Linked DNA regions of Mus musculus: regions 1, 2 and 3 are each linked to region 4. The links are chromatin contacts, called in public HiCAR-type maps. All regions are on one chromosome and are shown on one strand. The core of a region is the stretch at or near the end of the contact, and the rest is flanking DNA. Distances in the headings are between cores, read along the strand shown. Region 1 holds the start of Fbxo9 (f-box protein 9). Region 2 holds the start of Phip (pleckstrin homology domain interacting protein). Region 3 holds the start of Hmgn3 (high mobility group nucleosomal binding domain 3). Region 4 holds the start of Myo6 (myosin VI).

Evidence for each region. HiCAR-type assays count read pairs that join an accessible place to other places.
Region 1: a HiCAR-type map of astrocytes shows a contact between it and region 4, with 4 times the contacts expected there. The contact joins the promoter of Fbxo9 here to the promoter of Myo6 in region 4. A contact is called at or near these places in 3 of 39 promoter capture datasets (erythroid cells, liver and pre-B cells), 1 of 484 Hi-C or Micro-C datasets (muscle stem cells) and 1 of 115 datasets of contacts at active chromatin or transcription factors (astrocytes).
Region 2: a HiCAR-type map of astrocytes shows a contact between it and region 4, with 6 times the contacts expected there. The contact joins the promoter of Phip here to the promoter of Myo6 in region 4. A contact is called at or near these places in 4 of 39 promoter capture datasets (cranial neural crest, erythroid cells, hippocampal neurons and 1 more), 5 of 115 datasets of contacts at active chromatin or transcription factors (astrocytes, embryonic forebrain, kidney and 2 more) and 1 of 9 other capture datasets (liver).
Region 3: a contact with region 4 is called in a HiCAR-type map of astrocytes, with 7 times the contacts expected there. The contact joins the promoter of Hmgn3 here to the promoter of Myo6 in region 4. A contact is called at or near these places in 3 of 39 promoter capture datasets (cranial neural crest, hippocampal neurons and pre-B cells) and 1 of 115 datasets of contacts at active chromatin or transcription factors (astrocytes).

The regions. Positions count from the first base shown.
Region 1 is chr9:78,106,414-78,110,311 of GRCm38.p6, reverse strand. It overlaps Fbxo9 (f-box protein 9), which reads left to right and starts at 1,656. Exons shown (of 13, transcript NM_023605.2): 1 at 1,656-2,021. The coding sequence starts at 2,019. It also overlaps a transcript of Cilk1 not described here.
Region 2 is chr9:82,972,620-82,976,998 of GRCm38.p6, reverse strand. It overlaps Phip (pleckstrin homology domain interacting protein), which reads left to right and starts at 1,510. Exons shown (of 40, transcript NM_001081216.1): 1 at 1,510-1,747; 2 at 1,853-1,911; 3 at 2,043-2,072; 4 at 2,266-2,325. The coding sequence starts at 1,708.
Region 3 is chr9:83,145,078-83,149,085 of GRCm38.p6, reverse strand. Hmgn3 (high mobility group nucleosomal binding domain 3) reads left to right here and starts at 2,479. Exons shown (of 6, transcript NM_026122.4): 1 at 2,479-2,655. The coding sequence starts at 2,641.
Region 4 is chr9:80,163,279-80,167,571 of GRCm38.p6, reverse strand. It overlaps Myo6 (myosin VI), which reads right to left and starts at 2,538. Exons shown (of 33, transcript NM_001039546.2): 1 at 2,343-2,538.

The sequences.
Region 1 (3,898 bases), core at 407-2,906, 2.1 Mb after region 4:
GGAAGTCCCCGAAGAGCCACCATACGATTCCGAGGAAATAGAAGCCTCCTTCCAGGGTTCTTAGTCTCATTAATAAAATAATTTAAATTTGGACACAGACAGCACCTCAAGAACTAGGAAAACTAGGACTGGCGAGTTGTAAAACGGGAAACAGCCAGGAGGATGAGACTGAAGCAGAGAAACAGGCGTGGAACACGACCGGAAGGGGAACTTCGGAGGACAAGGAAGCTCAAAGCTTTAGTTAAGGAATGTAAAAGCATTCTTGGTCTCTAGCTAGAAAAAGTTTACCTGGTTCTGCCTGAATCTCATGGTGGCTTCTAGGGAATGACACCCTAGATTCTGGAAGAAAAATGACATTGTCTTAAATTGATTTCACCTTCCTAGGGGTAATCCCATGGGCCAAGTCCCTGACCTATATCCCACTAGATTAGTCTATAAGGGAGGAGCCAAGGACAGTCTCCACCTAGAGGTGGATTCCATTATTTACAAAATCTGCCGAGAATAGGTGACAGTGCTCAGCCCTAAATGGGACATATCTATATCCACTCCCCAGCCCCCAGCTCCGGGAACATTAAAGAAGATGGGGTGGAGAGAATGTAAGAGCCCGGGGACAGGAAAGAGTGTTCCGAGATGCTGTCTTTTGGATATGTCACGACAGGTGTATTCATCAGCCTACTGAAATTATGATAATTTCTACAAAATCAGGCCCAAAAGATAAGGCAATATTCCAGCATTAACTGGACTCAGTGGAATACAAACTAACTAAATAGACAACATACACAGGATTTGCAATTTCTTACTGTAATCAAGTTGCACCCCTCCCCTTTTACCTCCATGTCTTTGCCGAAGACGTACTTCATTTCTGAGCTCCAGAATAAAGTAGCACAATAAAATTTTAAGTTCTGTGAAGTCGGGTGAATGTAGCGTCCTGGCTGTTAGGTTCTAACACTTACAGAAACTCAATAAATGTTGTCTAAATGTCTGTCAGAGGCCAGGAAGCCCGTAAGTTTTGCTAGCATATGCCTGTAGGTGAAAAAGTTCTAAAATGTGCAATCCAAGTGCCTTCTATTGACGTGGAATCGGATGTTTGGACTGTAAGAAGTGGCACCGGGTTGGGGGTGGGTGGGTGTAAGTTCCGGCTCAACGTGGAACATTTGACTACAAATCCCAGCGTCCCTTGTAGTGTCCACTCCTTCAGGAGTCGGGTTTCAGGCCTTGAAAAGGGCCGTCCTTCCCCCGTTGTATTGTGGGATCTGTAGTTCGACGTGACTTGCGTTGGCTGTTACCACTCTCCGGCTGCACACATGAGCGTACGTTTTCTTCGGTTCAGAGTCTGTGGGGTTCAATGATTGTTGAGTTTTCGCTCTCTTTTCTCATTCTGACAGGGCACCCAGTGTCCAGGGCGCCTAAAGTACTGTCCCCTAATGTCCAATTAGGATCGACTCAGGGGGCTCTACTCCAAATTCAGGTTCAAACATTTTGAGCTAACGTCTGCTCCTTCCTGCCTGGGTGTTCTCAGCATCAAACAGGCGGGCTGAGTGAGGCGGGCCAGCTTAGCTCCACCGACGGCTGCACACAGTAGGCCCATCACCCTAGCTCGCGACGGGTGGCTGGTAGCCAAGCAGGCGGCGGCGACGGCGACGACGGCATTGCGCATGCGCGGCGCGGCGGCGCAGTTTCCGCAGCAGAGCAGGCAGCTCCGCCGCTGCGTCCAGACGTCTCCTGCTGGGCCGACGCTCAGCTCTTCGCTCGGTGCTCGGCCTCCGCTGGCGACCGGCGACCCCTCCGCAGCTCGAGTCCCCGGCCGCCGCAGCGCGCCTGCCTCCGGCCCCCTGTCCCGCGAAAATGGCTGCCGTACGCCGGGCCCGCAGTTATTGCCGCTGCCTGGTGCGCTTCTCCGACCGAGAACTCTGCTAAGCCGCGCTGCAGCAGACGGGCAGGAGTAGACACCGGGCAGCCGCCACCCCTCCGGGAGCCGGGCGCGGGAAGCCCCTCGACTGGGCCGGCCGCCGGCCAGCATGGTAACCGAGGAGGGAGGGCAGCAAGGGCCGGGTGGTGAGGGCAGGGTTTGACGGATAGCCGAGGAAAGGCCCGCTTCGGTCACTCCAGACTGTCCGAGCTGGGAGTCGGGTCTCAGGTGACCTGTCCTGGCTTCTGCACAAGGGAGGTGGCCCTGGCAAGCGGTGACACTTGTTGATCGCTTCTGTTCTGGCAGCCCGGCCCATAGATGATTTCGGGAGCTCCACGTTTGGGACGCACGCCCTCGAGGTGTCAGTGGCCCTGGTAGGATATTCGCAGGCAGTGCTGGCAAACTGGACTTGGAGGGATTCTTGCCAAGTTTCTTGATAGCGAGGGCCTAAGCCGCTTCTCTGCTGTGCGGACGGAGAGACTGCGCCAAGCTCCATGTGTGACAGCTCCGGTCTCACGGGACTGTTGCATGGAGTATGTAGGCTCTGCAGTGACTTAAGAAACTAGTTTCCGGCTAGGGCTGGATGATTTAAGAATGAAAGATACCAGACTGACTGGGAGAACACTCAAGTGGCTTTTTTTTTTTTTTTAACATGAATTGGCTGCAACGGTTTATTTTATGAAACTAGTCTGGTGCACAGAAAACACACTAATTGATTCTTCTTCTAAACTTTCAAAAGTAGTCCTCAAACCACGATTAAGCCCTTAACCTTCTTTATGTTCAGTTAATCTCATCTGCGAAGAAACTAACCCACTAAACTATACCATGATGCTTGAGTAATTTTCAACTATGAAAATACTGATGATTAACTAAGCTCCTGCTTATTTCAAGTGGGATTAAAATCGACTAAATGTAGTAAAATTCCAGTTCCTACTGTCAAAATCAAGGTTAACAATGGATTCTGTTCTGAGATAGGCATTCTGTATTCAACTAGTTATTTTTGAGCCTCCGACTAGCCTGGCATGGTGTGGGGTTTGGTGCAGTACCAGATCTTCAATATTAGCAAACCTATTAACTGTGATCTGTGATAAACTTTTAATCACATCTGAAAAGATGACCCAGAATTCAGAATCACTAATTCTCTTTACAGATCTCTCTCTCTCTCCCTCCCTCTCTCCCTCTCCTTAAATTAATGTTTTAAAGTGTGTGCTAGATTTATGTTAACTTGACACAGACTAGAGTCATCTGAGAGGAAGGCACGCCTCACCTGAGAAAGTGTCTCCGAAAGATCAGGCTGCAGTCAAGCCTGCAGGGCATTTTCTTAATTAGTGATTGATGGGGAGGGCCCAGCCCTTTGTGGGTGGTACCATCCCTTGGCAGGCCGGTCCTGGGATCTATGAGAAAGTTGGCTGAGCAAGCCATGCAGGAACAAGTCAGTAAGCAGCACACCTCCATGGCCTCTGCATCAGCTCCTGCATCCACCATTGTGTCCTGTTTGAGTTCCTGCCCTGATTTCCTCAGTGATGAGTAGTGATGTGGGAATGTAAGCCAAGTAAACCATTTCTTCCCCAAGTTGCTTTCGGTCATGGTGTTTCATCACAGCAGTAGTGACCCTAACTGAGACACCATGCCGTGTATGTGCAGGTGCCCACAGAGGCCAGAAAGAGAATTCCAGTGTGCTGCTGGACACGAATGCTGGGAACCAAACTCAGGTCCCCTGGAAGACTATCCAGCCCTCAACTGCTGAACCATCTCTCCAGCTCACAGATGTCTCTCCAAAGAAAGAGATCCCAGTATAGTGCTCACACTCAAATTCCTCCTAGCACATGAGAGTCTGAGGCAGGAAAATCACTGCAAATTCAAGGCCAGCCTGGTCTACATATCGAGTTTCAGTCCAGCCTAGGCTATACACAATGAGACCCTGTTTCAACTAACAAAAACTAATGATGCTGGTTTTTTTTTTTTTTTTTTTACCCAAAATCATGTGGT
Region 2 (4,379 bases), core at 261-2,760, 2.8 Mb before region 4:
CAAAGAGGATCTTTTGTTAAGGATTAACAAAAGAATGACTAGCCTAATTCTCTTTAAAAGGCCAACCTTTAAAAAAATTGAACTCTCAAAGTCTTTTTGGAAAGTGCTTAATTCATCTGGAGATAAATATCACTCGGTGTCCTTGTTTTTTAACAAACGGCCTTTTCCATTGTTTCCATTAATTTCACCCATATTCGTTTTAAAAATAACAAGGCCCCTATCCTCATCAGCAAAACACAGATGAACGATGTATCATATAAAACCAGTAATTACATTAGGATTTACGAAAAGATTTTTGTTTCTGCTTTTCGCCAGTTTTTAAGAAGTCTTCCCGTGATTAACTGTAAACAGGAATGGTTTACACCGTAAATTAGAAGCCATTAATTAGCATGACGAAGTCAACTGCAAGATACACAGATAATTTAAATTATTTAATCACTAATCACCTTTGCTAAACTGTAATATACTCTTTCAATAACCTTCGGTAGGTTATCGACCGTGTCAGTAATTTACCTCCATATCAGTTAGAGATAAGTATTAGCTAGCGCCCTTTCCTTTCCTTCAGGTTTATATTAGCCCTTCTTGTAAACACTTTAAAAAGCTTTAAGGTTCTTCACTTCCAAATCCCTAATTAGCCATCACTAGCCTTTTTGTAATAAGTGGGGGAAAAGATGAGCTGAAGTACAAATCTGGAGTTCCTCTTGCCCGTTTATCAAAACAAAAACATTTTTTTTTTTTAAACGAACGCTTCAGGCGATGGTAGTAATAAAAGAAATATGCAGAGGTGGCTTCGGGGAATAACGGGTTTGCAGAACGCAAGTGGCTCAAAAAAAAAAAAAAAAAAAAAAAAGCCCGAACCTCTATTGCAACCCACGGCACTCCAATAAATTACACAACACTTGCCCAGGCTGCAGAAATATCGCAGGACAAGACTTACACGGATGCCAATCCGCAGCATTTATACACATGCACATGGCAAGACTGAAAGCAAACACTAGCGTTCAAGTCGGGCAGGGCAGCGCGATCCCGACTTGGCCCAGCTTGAGAGTGCTCGCTGAGAGTCTCTGTGCGTGCGTGAGAGTGAGCCCAGTCCTCCCGGCATTTCCCCTCTTTGAGCAGTTTTGCTTCATTTGTTTCCTATTTCTGCTACATAGAAACTAACTTCCATCTCAACCCAGCCAGCGCCGCTGAATAGAGCCTGTGCTGCGGCTCCGTGTGCGTCAGATCCCTCCGCGCAGCCGTGCCGGCCCCCTCCTCCCCTCCCTCCCTTTCTCCCTCCCGCCCGCGGCCTCTTTAGAGAAAGCGCCCGCCAGGCAGCCCGCCGCTTCGGCTCCGACATCTCCTCGCGCTGGAAATAAATAAATAAGTGGCGGCCCAGGGCGCGCGGAGCGACGACCGCGCGGGCGCGGGCCTAGGCCGAGGCACTCCTTTTCCCGCGGGGGGCGGGGGCGGCGAGTGCGGGGCCGCGAAGGCGCGGACTCCTTTCTGCGGCGGAGGGATCCCGGCGGAGGCGGCCGCAGCCGGGGCCGCTGCCTGAGAGTTGTTGTTTCCTCCTCCTCCTCCGCCTCCGCCGCCGTTGCTTGAATGGTGGAGCCGAGGCTCGGCTCGTGAGCACACACTGACAGCTACAGGGCAGGCGGCGGCACCGTCCCCGCGTCCCCTCGGCGGCGGGGTGTCCCGCCGGCGGCCCCGAAGTGACCCGCAAACATGTCTCGTGAGAGGAAAGGCCTCTCGGAGCTGCGATCGGGTAAGTCGGGCGCTGCGGGGCCGCCGCGCCGGGCGGACTCGCCCGCGGGCCCCCGCCCCCCGCGGCCGCTCAGCCCGTGTCTCCCCGTCCTTCTCTCCCGCGCAGAGCTCTACTTCCTCATCGCCCGGTTCCTGGAAGATGGACCCTGTCAGCAGGCGGCTCAGGTAGGCGGCGCGCGGCGCGGGGACGGGCGGGCGCTCGCGGTGGCCGCCCGCGGGCGTGGGGGAGGGCGGCGGCGGCGGCGGGGCCGCGGCCCGGGGCGCGGGGGCTCAGCGTCCCCGCTTTGTTGTTGCAGGTGCTGATCCGCGAAGTGGCCGAGAAGGAGGTAAGGGCGCGGCGGCCCGGCGCCGTCCCGCCGCCGCACGGCCTCCCCCGGGCCGCTGCGCAAGCTCGGGCGTCCGGCGGGGCGCGGGACGCGGGGCGCGGGGGGTCCCCGGCGGGGCGCGGGGCGGACTGGGGAGGGGAGCGGCGTCGGTCCGGGCCGGGGGCCGCGCTCACCGGGCGTCCTGTCCCCGCAGCTGCTGCCCCGGCGCACCGACTGGACCGGGAAGGAGCACCCCAGGACCTACCAGAATCTGGTGAGACATTCCTAGCGCACTGCAAAGAAACTTTTCCCCGAGTCGAATAAAAATTGAATTTCCCGCAATTTTTTACAGAGACAAAAACTTGGCCCCAGAACGGGAAAAGCTGCAAAGGCCACGGGGAGGGTTGGGAGGCCGGAGCGGGGGCTGCGGGGGGCGGCAGCCGGGGGTGCGGGCGCCCCGGGGCCGCGGGGTCCGCGGACAATTTATTTGTGATATTTTGTTAATGTGCTAGAAATAAAGATACGTCATGAGTGTTGTGCAGTGCAAGGCCAGAGGAGGAGGGGCCGGCGCGCGTATCCGCGCGGGGGCGCGCGCGCGGCGGCGGCGGCAGCGGGAGCGGCGCAAGCCTGGAGAGCGCGCTCGCCAGCTCCTTGCTTGCTCTGCACGCGCGGCCGGCTCAGCTTTCTCCAGCTCCACACAATAGCTGGTGACTAACTGCTCCGAAGTGGCATTAGCATTTCACAAGAAGGCCTTTGAGCCGCGGAGGAACCTTGGCAAGATTTTTTAAAATTTTTTTTCCCCCTTCTCCTCTGTCTTTTGTTTTCTGTAGATTCAGACCCAGATTTTTAATTTTATTTTTTTTTAATCTTTGTTTGGTTGGAGGCGTTCAGATAGATATGGTAGTCACCCAGCGGCACATTGTGCATTATACAAACAGATCTGCCGAAGTATAAACCTGGAAGTTTTAATAGGCGTTTTCCAATTTTGCAGATTCTTGGGGGATATTACCTTCTTTTATTAAAAGTCATTTATAGAGGTCATTGAAGAATTGTGGGTTTTATCTGCATAGTTGCCGTGGGGTGGACCTTGGCTTTTAAGTTTTTGTTTATATTGAGATGTTTTTCTTTAATTGATTGAAAAACAATGTTTTTATAGTTGGTGAGTTTTCAAAGGCAATAATTTACAAACAGTTGCTTTCCATACGTGGAGCTGACACGAGTATGGTGAATGGTAAGGTTCTCTTAGTTTACTTGAGTAAAGGAGCTGCAGGTTTCACAGCCTCTTCTTTGCCTAAGAGAAGTTGATACAGTTGTTTGTGTGAGTGTGCTGCATAGTCAGTCTCACCAGGGCCCATTGAGCAGTTGAAATTTAGGCAGTGCACTGACAACAATGTTTGAGATCAGTTTCTGACTCTTCGAGGTAGTTGTGATTACTAGTGCTTTCAGGGCTGTAGGGTTAGGCAGTTTTAGTAGTTCAGAATGAGTGTCTCTGAGGGCATGGCATGATTGTGATAGCTTTTGCTTGGTTTTGAATATGAGTCGCATAGCTTTCGTGTGTGCATTTTATGATTTAATATAAACCACTGGTTACCGTGTGACTGTTAAGGCCGTAGAAACCTAGTGGAGGGTGTTTTCGTTTCCATGCTTCCAAGTTAATTTTCAATATCGAATTAGGGAAGTTCAGTCAGTTACTTGGTCCAAAGTGATTGAAATTTGAACTAAACTCCCGGGTTTACTATTTGCAGTATTGGTAATTTTTACATTTATGCTTTTTACACAAATCTTCAGTGTATTTCCATGCCTTTCTGGCTGTTTAAGAAGAAAACAACTCTAAAAATACTGTTACAATGATACAGCTTTTTTTTTTAAACCACACTCATCTTTTCCTTTCTTTAAATATCCCACAAATCCCAAGTCATTGAAAATGAAAGTCTTGTTAACTTAAGAATCTTTAAGTAATGCTATGTTTTTTTGAACTAAGCAACTAATAGTGTTTTTGACCAAATAAATGCTGGGAATGGTTAATCAGTGTAGGAATATCACTTTGTTTACTGAAATTAATTTTAGAGGTGGTTCATAGGCCCAAATAGTAATAAAATGAAGTATTTGTAGTCAGTTTTTCAAACTTCATAAATTGTGGTTGTCTGTATGTTATTTATCAAAAGCCACCTGTTTTGCTTGAAGGTGATTTTTCTTGTGAAGAGGTTTTTACCTCAGCAGTTAACGATGGCTTTACTCTAAAGACAGGTAAAATTCTCACTGGAACTTGTGTTTGGTTCCTGCCCTCTTATTTACTCAGCATAGAACTGCACTGGACACAGGGCACCC
Region 3 (4,008 bases), core at 1,230-3,729, 3.0 Mb before region 4:
TACTGGACCTACTGTGAGTCGGACATCAGTCAAAACTCCATTAATCACCTGCCCTCCATAAGCCCCTACTTTAACTGGAGGGCCACAATGTTTCTTGGGATCCCCTGGGATCAGTGTCAACTCAGAACCAGTATCCAGCAGACCCCGAAAAGTCTGATTATTTCCTTTTCCCCAGTGTACAGTTACCCTTGTAAAAGGCCGTAGGTCCCTCTGGGGAAGAACTGGAGAAAGGGTAACAGGAGTAGAAACCATAGGCATTTGAGCAACTTCTTCATGTAACTTGCTTGTGCCTTCAGGACCTGCTCTGGCCCGATCACGTATATACCACTTCCATTTGATAATAGACTGCTGCTGTGCGCGTCCCACTTTATGACTTGCAGGGTCTGATAGTACCCAGCTCATGATGGGTAGTTCAGGTCGCATAGTAACTTGGTGTCCTATTGTCAAACGTTCAGTTTCCACTAAGGCCCAATAGCAGGCCAAGAGCTGTTTTTCAAAGGGAGAATAGTTGTCTGCAGATGATGGTAGAGCTTTGCTCCAAAATCCCAAAGGTCTTTTCTGTGATTCACCTACAGGGGCCTGCCAGAGGCTCCAAACAGCATCTCTATCAGCCACAGACACCTCAAGTACCATCGGGTCTGCTGGGTCATATGGTCCAAGTGGTAGAGCAGCCTGCACAGCAGCCTGGACCTGTTGAAGGGCCTTCTCCTGTTCCAGGCCCCACACAAAGCTAGCAGCTTTCCGAGTCACTTGGTAAATAGGCCTAAGTAACACACCCAAGTGAGGGATGTGTTGTCTCCAGAATCCAAATAGACCCACTAAACGTTGTGCTTCTTTCTTCCAATGTCCTTATATTGTCTCCAGCAAAAGGTGTAGCCCAGATTAAAGGTGTGTTCCACCACACCTTTAATCCCAGATGAAAGGCATAGCCCAGATTAAAGGTGTGTTCCTTAACTCGGAGATTCAATCTTCTGGAATCCATAGCCACTATGGCTCAAGATCTTCAAACCAAGATCCAGATAAGGATCTCCAAGCCTCCAGATAAGGGTCACTGGTGAGCCTTCCAATTCCGGATTGTAGTTCATTCCAAATATTGTCAAGTTGACAACCAGGAATAGCCACTACACAGTGTAAGGCTTTAGAGCAGTTTCCTAAGATGTCTTTTGGCTTGTAAATGATTCTCGGGCTAATCTTGCTTAGTTTGCTTTGTTTTTCCTGGAATTTCATATAAACAAAACCACCCAGTATAGTGTCTTGTATTGACTTCCATTTAGCATTTTTCTTTTGTTATTTATCTCATCAGGGAAAACTTATTTCTTTGATCACAGAGTAATATTCTACTGTAGACTTATCATGACTTGCTCACCCATTCCCTAGCATTCCCCCTGCAGCCCTTGAGATGGTCACAGTCCCGATTATAGCTTTGTGCTATAATAAACATAATATAATTATATATCATATTATATAATTATAATAGAATCAGTGCTATGATCACACTGATTGATTTTCAGGATGATTTGATTCACAGAACGAATCCTGTGTTCCCAGGTTCAACTCCCCTGGTTATGTATTAGCTTTTTAAAAATGTTGTTGAATTTGATTTGATAAAATTTTGTCTGTGTCTTTGTGCCTATGTTTATGAAGGATGTTGACCAAAAAATCCCCCCCCCCCCAGCCTCCCGGGTCTGAGGTCTTTAGTCAGGATAAAACCGGTCTTAAATAAATTCAGATAATGTATTTTGCAATTCTTTGCGGAATGTCGAGAAACATTACACTATACACAAAATGGTAACCTGGCAGGTGTCGTTTAAATGTACATATTTAATATATAAGTGATTTATTTGTTCCTACATTTCTCGATTTCCCCTTAGTTTCCACAACAAACATTTATATCAATTATAACAATTATTCACACATAGCTGAATAATTGGCTGAATTCATATATGACTTGTAACACAGACTTAAAGAAAAACAAAAAACAAAACAATTAGACCAAGGAACTATGGGGATGGGGGATGGTATTTGCTAGAGATGGAACTGAGAACCTTAGAAACTGTGGAAACTCTTCCAGAACAGACCTTCCTACCCTGTATAGACCCGCACCATGAACACCCGTTACAAGCTTTTATAAGTAACAATTGTACAAGGCACCCCGTGGCCCTATTTACTTTATAAAGTTAACCCAGCATTACTTAATACTAAACTTTTTTTTCCTATGAAGATGCACAATGGTTTAATCCAAAGAAGGCACGTCAAACAATGAAACTCCAAGTTAGTGCAGCCTGAAGGATACTAGTTGAACTGGGCATGCTCAGTCGCCAGGCAGATTTTTTTTTTTTTTCCCAGTGAAGTGGAAACTACAACTGCGCGTACCGGGTGAACGGGGGTGGGCGTGCCCTCGTGGAATTTAGAACGTTCTCTTAGCCAATGGGGCCTCGCGGCTGGCTGGCAGGGCTCGCCATTGGGGGACCGGGATGCGAGCGAGTGGAGCGCCGGGGGAGGAAGCGGAGGTGCAGGTCGGAGAGGCCGGGCTAGCCGAGCCCATTGCGGGAGTAGCAGCAGCGGCCAGGCAGCATCCAGCAGTGTGCCAGGCGGCCCAGAACATTGCTTTACTTTTTTTGCTGCACCAACGTAGTCATTATGCCGAAGAGAAAGGTAAGTCCTGTAAAGGGGGAAAAAAAAACCCTGCTCGCAGGCCCTCGAGTGTGTTTGGAGTAAGCCCCCTGCGCTGCGATGAACGCGGCGATGCGCCTAATAACTCAGGCGCTGGGCACGGCCGCTGCCCGCTCCTTCTGCAAATGCCTGTTGCTGACCTCGCTCGCCCCGCACGGAGCTCTGAGTGTTACTTTCCCTCCAGGGACGTCCTCCCCTCTCCATCAACTCCTGCTTGGAATGGTTTCCATCTCTTGCCAGCAGCCAGGGCGGGTATCCATCCCCCTCGCAGGAGTTTCCTCTTGGCAAACTCAGGTTGTTCTCAGGGTGGAGGGAAAGCAATGAGAGGAGTCTCCCGGGCCAGGGAAATCGAAAAACGTGGAAGCACTCAGAGGAGCTAGGCGGGGTCCGGAGTGTCCCCTGGGCCGTGCCCTGGGCGAGCGCGATGCGGGCGGAAGGCCGGGAGAGGGAAAGCCATGTTTCCCTACGCCAGCCCTGCTGCGCCGCGGACCCGTATGTACCCACTCCGGTGTCAATCACCAGCCGCGAGGGCGGGCGGGGCAGTGCGCAGCGCCGGGTAGGCTGCAAAGAAGGGGACTGGTGCCAAGCTCACTGACCCTGCCAAGGTCAGGGGCCACCAAGCCCCTGCCACTGTCCCACCCACGACCCCACGCTTGGCCAGGCAGGGAACCGAGGTCTTTTTAGTCTCTCCTTTGCCCCTGGTGGGTTGTGTCCCCTCCGCGCAGGGACGTCATGAGCCACACGTGGGGCCACACAGCTCCCTCAGGGTGGGGCTTCGACTTGTCATTGGACTGGTGAAGGAAGGGCAGATATTTTTCTACCCCTCCCAGAGAAAAGCGATGTGTGAGGATTGCGTCCTAAGAAAAAAACCTTCCTGCCACCTGCCCAAAGGACCCAAGTCAACCATCTTGGCCATTAAAGTTGAAACTTGGTTAATACCGTTTTCTCCCGAAGACTGTGCACTGTGTGTGTGTGTGGTTGCTTTATTTAAAACTATCAAAGCTTTAAAATTTTTAGAAGCTTTTGCTTCCTTATGCATCGTCACTAAGAATTTTATTATAAACAACTCCACTCCTTTAAAATGTATTTTATTACATTGATTGATTGATTGATTGTATTCACAGGAGGCACTGACACCCAGATTGCAGTAGTAGGCTCTCTCCTATCGTGTGGGTTGTGGGGATCTACAGCAAGTGTATTTACTCTTTGAGCCAGCCCAAGCACCTCCATTCTTTAAAAGAAAATCGATCATACTATTAGAACATGAACCTACTCTGTGTCTCATGGTGGGTGGAGTCTGATGTGCTTTATCTGGCTTAATCTACATAACCACGG
Region 4 (4,293 bases), core at 1,289-3,788:
AAATCAATCCAGGATTAGATTGCAGTGTTAATTCCTATAAACCCATCAAAATGAAAAGCACATAATACTTAATACATGCTGGAACCACTCCAGACGTGATGCCAAAGCATTGGGTCACTGCTCAAGGCCTTGAGAAAGAAGACAGAATTCTCAGTTCGTTCTAGACTCCATGCATGGCCTATCACAGTTTACCTAGGGTACCGACTCCTAATCTCCAGATCAGGCCTACAAAGGGCTCTCAATAGTTCACCAAGTAAACCGAAATCAAGACAACTTCTGGGCAAAGGAGGAGAGAGGCTTTGTTGTCAGAGACTTCCATGTGTACTCAGAGTCTGGACTTTGCCCCTCCAAAGCTACAAGCAAGTATTCATTCTCTGAGCCTCTGTTTTCTCCTCTATAAAAGGAAAGGCTGTCAACCTGGAATATTATTTTGTAAATCAAACCTTTAGGGGTTTTTTTTGTGTGTCACATCACTACTAAATCGCCAGCTCATAAACTGTTAACAAAGTATCTCTTTCTGGGAATCACCATTATACTGTGTGAGATTTATTCAAATTGCAATGTGTTTTTCAAATTGCAATGTTTAAATAAGATGTTCTAATATAATATATATAATAATATAAATGAAACTCCAGTACCCAGGGCCTCACACACACACACACACACACACACACACACACACACACACACGCGCGCGCACACACACACACAAGGCAAGGTCTTTACCCACTGAGTTACACTCCCAATCCTGTACCCTAAGTGGAGTTTTGAATACCAAGAGAAAGTTAAAAACTAGAGAATGGTTTTTTATGTGGAGTTCTTATGGATTTATTCAGACCTTGCATGGTGGAAATCTTTAAAACCATCTAAAGGCCTTTCAAAACCCAGATACAGTCCAGTTGTCTAAACAATAAGTGATCCACCACAGACGCCAGGCAAAGTCACAACAGGATGAGCGAGGAGCCTTCGGCTTCTCTCCGATTTCCTGGCCACTGTTATTTTAAAATTTGATCGTGTAAACAAGGGAAAATCCCTTTCGGACAAGTCCCATGGACTATAATTTGCATCTTTGTTTTTAATATGTTGTAGCTTCTATGAAAAATCATAGTTGTTCACTTTTTCTTGCTCATGTGTCTAGGTACTAAAGACCATATGTAAAATCTATACTCCACGGCTTTTTAACTGTATAATCGCAATACTCTTTTCTTAAGGGTTGTATTCTGTCCCTGCCTTTTACAAGTAACTTTTGAAAACAAATACAAAACTTGAAAGGAAGAGGGAAAAAAATGGGTAACAGATCACACACACGAAATAAAAACACTACAGGCCGACGAGCATCAGACTAAAATGACTTCTATTTATCACTGTGCCTGTTTACTCCTGTGCAACTGCAAACACAGAAAATGGGCAGACATTTAAAAGTCAATGAGCTGTTCTGAAGAACTACATTGTTTCTGGGCTTCCTCTGTCCCCCTTGTAGCATTTGTGGCCATTTCTAAAATTAATGCTAGAGAGCACTAAGGTAATTTTTTTTTCACTAAACATTTCCCAGTTGGAAAACCACAAGCCAAGATGTCTTGAAGTCGAGTTAATTTGTACAGAAATGCTGCTGTTCCGCAGCCAACCTTTGGACCATGACCACCACCAAGCTCAAGACTCAGATTTTATGGTGTTACAGCCGAGCCTCAAAGGCTGTTAAAAGTCTCAAGCTGACTAACTATATTCGAAAATCCTGCAACTGTAACACGAGAGCAAACTAAAGTTTTATTCAACACATATGAAATCGGAGCAGCGTTTGTGTAGCGCTCCAGCAGTATCTCCACATTGGGATTTAAACAGCTCTGCCCTACATACTTTATGCCGGATAAAATGTATCTTTGTGTAAAAGTTCCTGACATAGATTATCTAAGAATGGCCTTATCAAATTATTTCCTATTTTAAAATACAATCCACAGCTAGCACGTTTTAATTAGTTTAAGACGATTTGGAATTAAATAACAAAGTTATTTTCAGCAACACATCCGTAAAACTCACACTCAAAATACTAGAACGCTTAGGAACTAAAATTCCAGCTTTATAGTATGCTACCATGGTCTTCTTCGACACAGCTAAATTATTAATGGTATCAATTGATCTTTACTCTGACAACAAACTAGACTGTGTAGCTTTTTCACTGTGTTTCGAAAGGAGAAAATAAAACTATCTTGCAGTGTCGGGTGGGACTCGTCAGGTGACAGGAGCCCCGCTGGCCCGGGAAGGGGAAGCCAGAGCTCCAGTCCGCGCCGGGCAGAGCAGAGGCCAAGGCGGTGAGGACAGGCAGGCGGGCAGGCGCCCACACTCACCCGGCGAGGCAGGTGCGCGAGGGGTCGCGGCCGTGGAGAGGCTGCCGGGCTGCGGGCGCGAAGGGCAAGCGCGACACCGCGGCCGAGAGCGAGCACCGGAGACGACAGCACGACGGCGGCCGGGATACGCTTCCTGCTGGGACAGATCCCGGATCGGTCTCCACCCGCCGGCCAGAGAGCCCTGCAGAGTGCCCAGCCTGCGCACGTCACTGCTACGGAGCGCCCAAGGGGGCGGGAGGCGGGGCCGGAGGCGGGATTTTGTGGGACCGGGGCGGGGCGGCTAAAGAAAGGGCGGGTCTTCATTGGCCAGTGGGCGGGAACAGCCTAAGGGGCGGGGTCTTGGGGCAGAAGGGCTGAGAGGGGCGGGGTCCTAGGCAGCAGGACAGGGAGGACTCGCAAAGCGTAGGGTCTTGGGAATGAAGGAGCAGAGGGACGTGGCCTCAAGTCAAGGAACGCCGGGGCGGCTGTGAAGGGGAGGCCTCAAGAGCTAGGGTTGAGAGGGGCGGGACCTCATGAGGCGCCGGGGAAGGGGGTGGTTGAAGGAGTGCTGGGTAGGGGCGTGGCCTAATGGCGTGGGGCAAGAGAAGGGCGGGGCCTCAGGTTCCGACCGCATCCCTGCATCCCTGCAAGCCAAGGGCTGCAGGTAGCCCCTCATGACATTCCCTACCTCGCAGTGGTAGTTGTTTCCACTGCCACAGCGAGGGACCACAGCAAAGAGTCAGTTGAAGAAAAGTTGAGAGTGGGACAGGCGAATTGCGGAGGAACTCGCTTGTGGGGATTAAGGGTGGCACCGCAGCCCATCTAGGCTCGTGCTCCTCACCTGCCTGCGTCAACTTCCTGTTCAGCCCTTGGAGGATTGAACCACGGAAGAAAATTTTTTCTTCTCTGGCTAGCCTCCCATGCAGATATCATATTTACTTCTTACAGCCCCTGTATTTCCACCTCGCCCCCTTTGTTGTTGTTTATCTGGACTCTTGAGAGAGTCTCGGTCTGTAACCAGGCAGTCCTGGAACTCATCATGTAGCCCGCGCAAGCCTAAGAATAGTGACAATCCTTGTGGGCTGGTTTTATAGAACTGAGCCAACTGGCCCGCTTTATCTTTCCGGTTGTTTAATTTTACTGTCCTTATAAGGTCATATGTGGGTCATCTTTTTAAATTAAATATTACATTCCTATGCAAATTTGAGAGCAAACATCTCCTTTACTAGAAAAAAGAGGTTAATATGAAAACAAAATAAGGGGCTGGCAAGATAGTTCAGCCAGTGAGGGTTCTTGCAGCCCATCCTGAAGCCCAGCATGTTTCAAGGAGAGAAACAACTCCTCATATTGTACTCTGACCACTGGGCTCTGTCTAGAAGATTCCCAGAGAAGACAGGTTTCAGGAATTCAAACTGGACCTGGTGCCTCGTGCTTGTAATTCTAGCTACTCGGGAAGCTGCATGTTCAAGACCAGCATGGTCAGTTAGTAATATCCTGTTTCAGAGAGAGATGGGCTATAACTAAGTCCACGGTAGAATACTTGCCTAGCATGTGAGGCCCTGGGTTCAATCCATATCACCACAAAAAAATGGTAAGGGAAGGGTCAGGCATTCAGAGACGACCCAAATGACTTGATGAAAAAGCTACCTTCCACTGAACACATTTCAAATTCGTAAGACAGTAAGTAAAATTAGGGAAACTAAAAAAGAGGAAGGAAAACCAAGAAAGGAAGTAATTTACAGCAACCACAGAAATGTAGCTCCAAGATTGCCAAAAGAAAAATCTCAACTATATCAAAGATTGTAAAATAAACTAAAACCAGGGGCAGACTTATTTCTCAAATTCCAGTACTAAGGTGAGAGAGGGGGATAGAGGGCAAGCAGAACCCTTGGCTCACCATTGGCTCACCCTGGCCAGCCATTCTAGCAGAAAAGGAGAGCTCTGGACTCACTGAGACCCCACTACAAAAAAT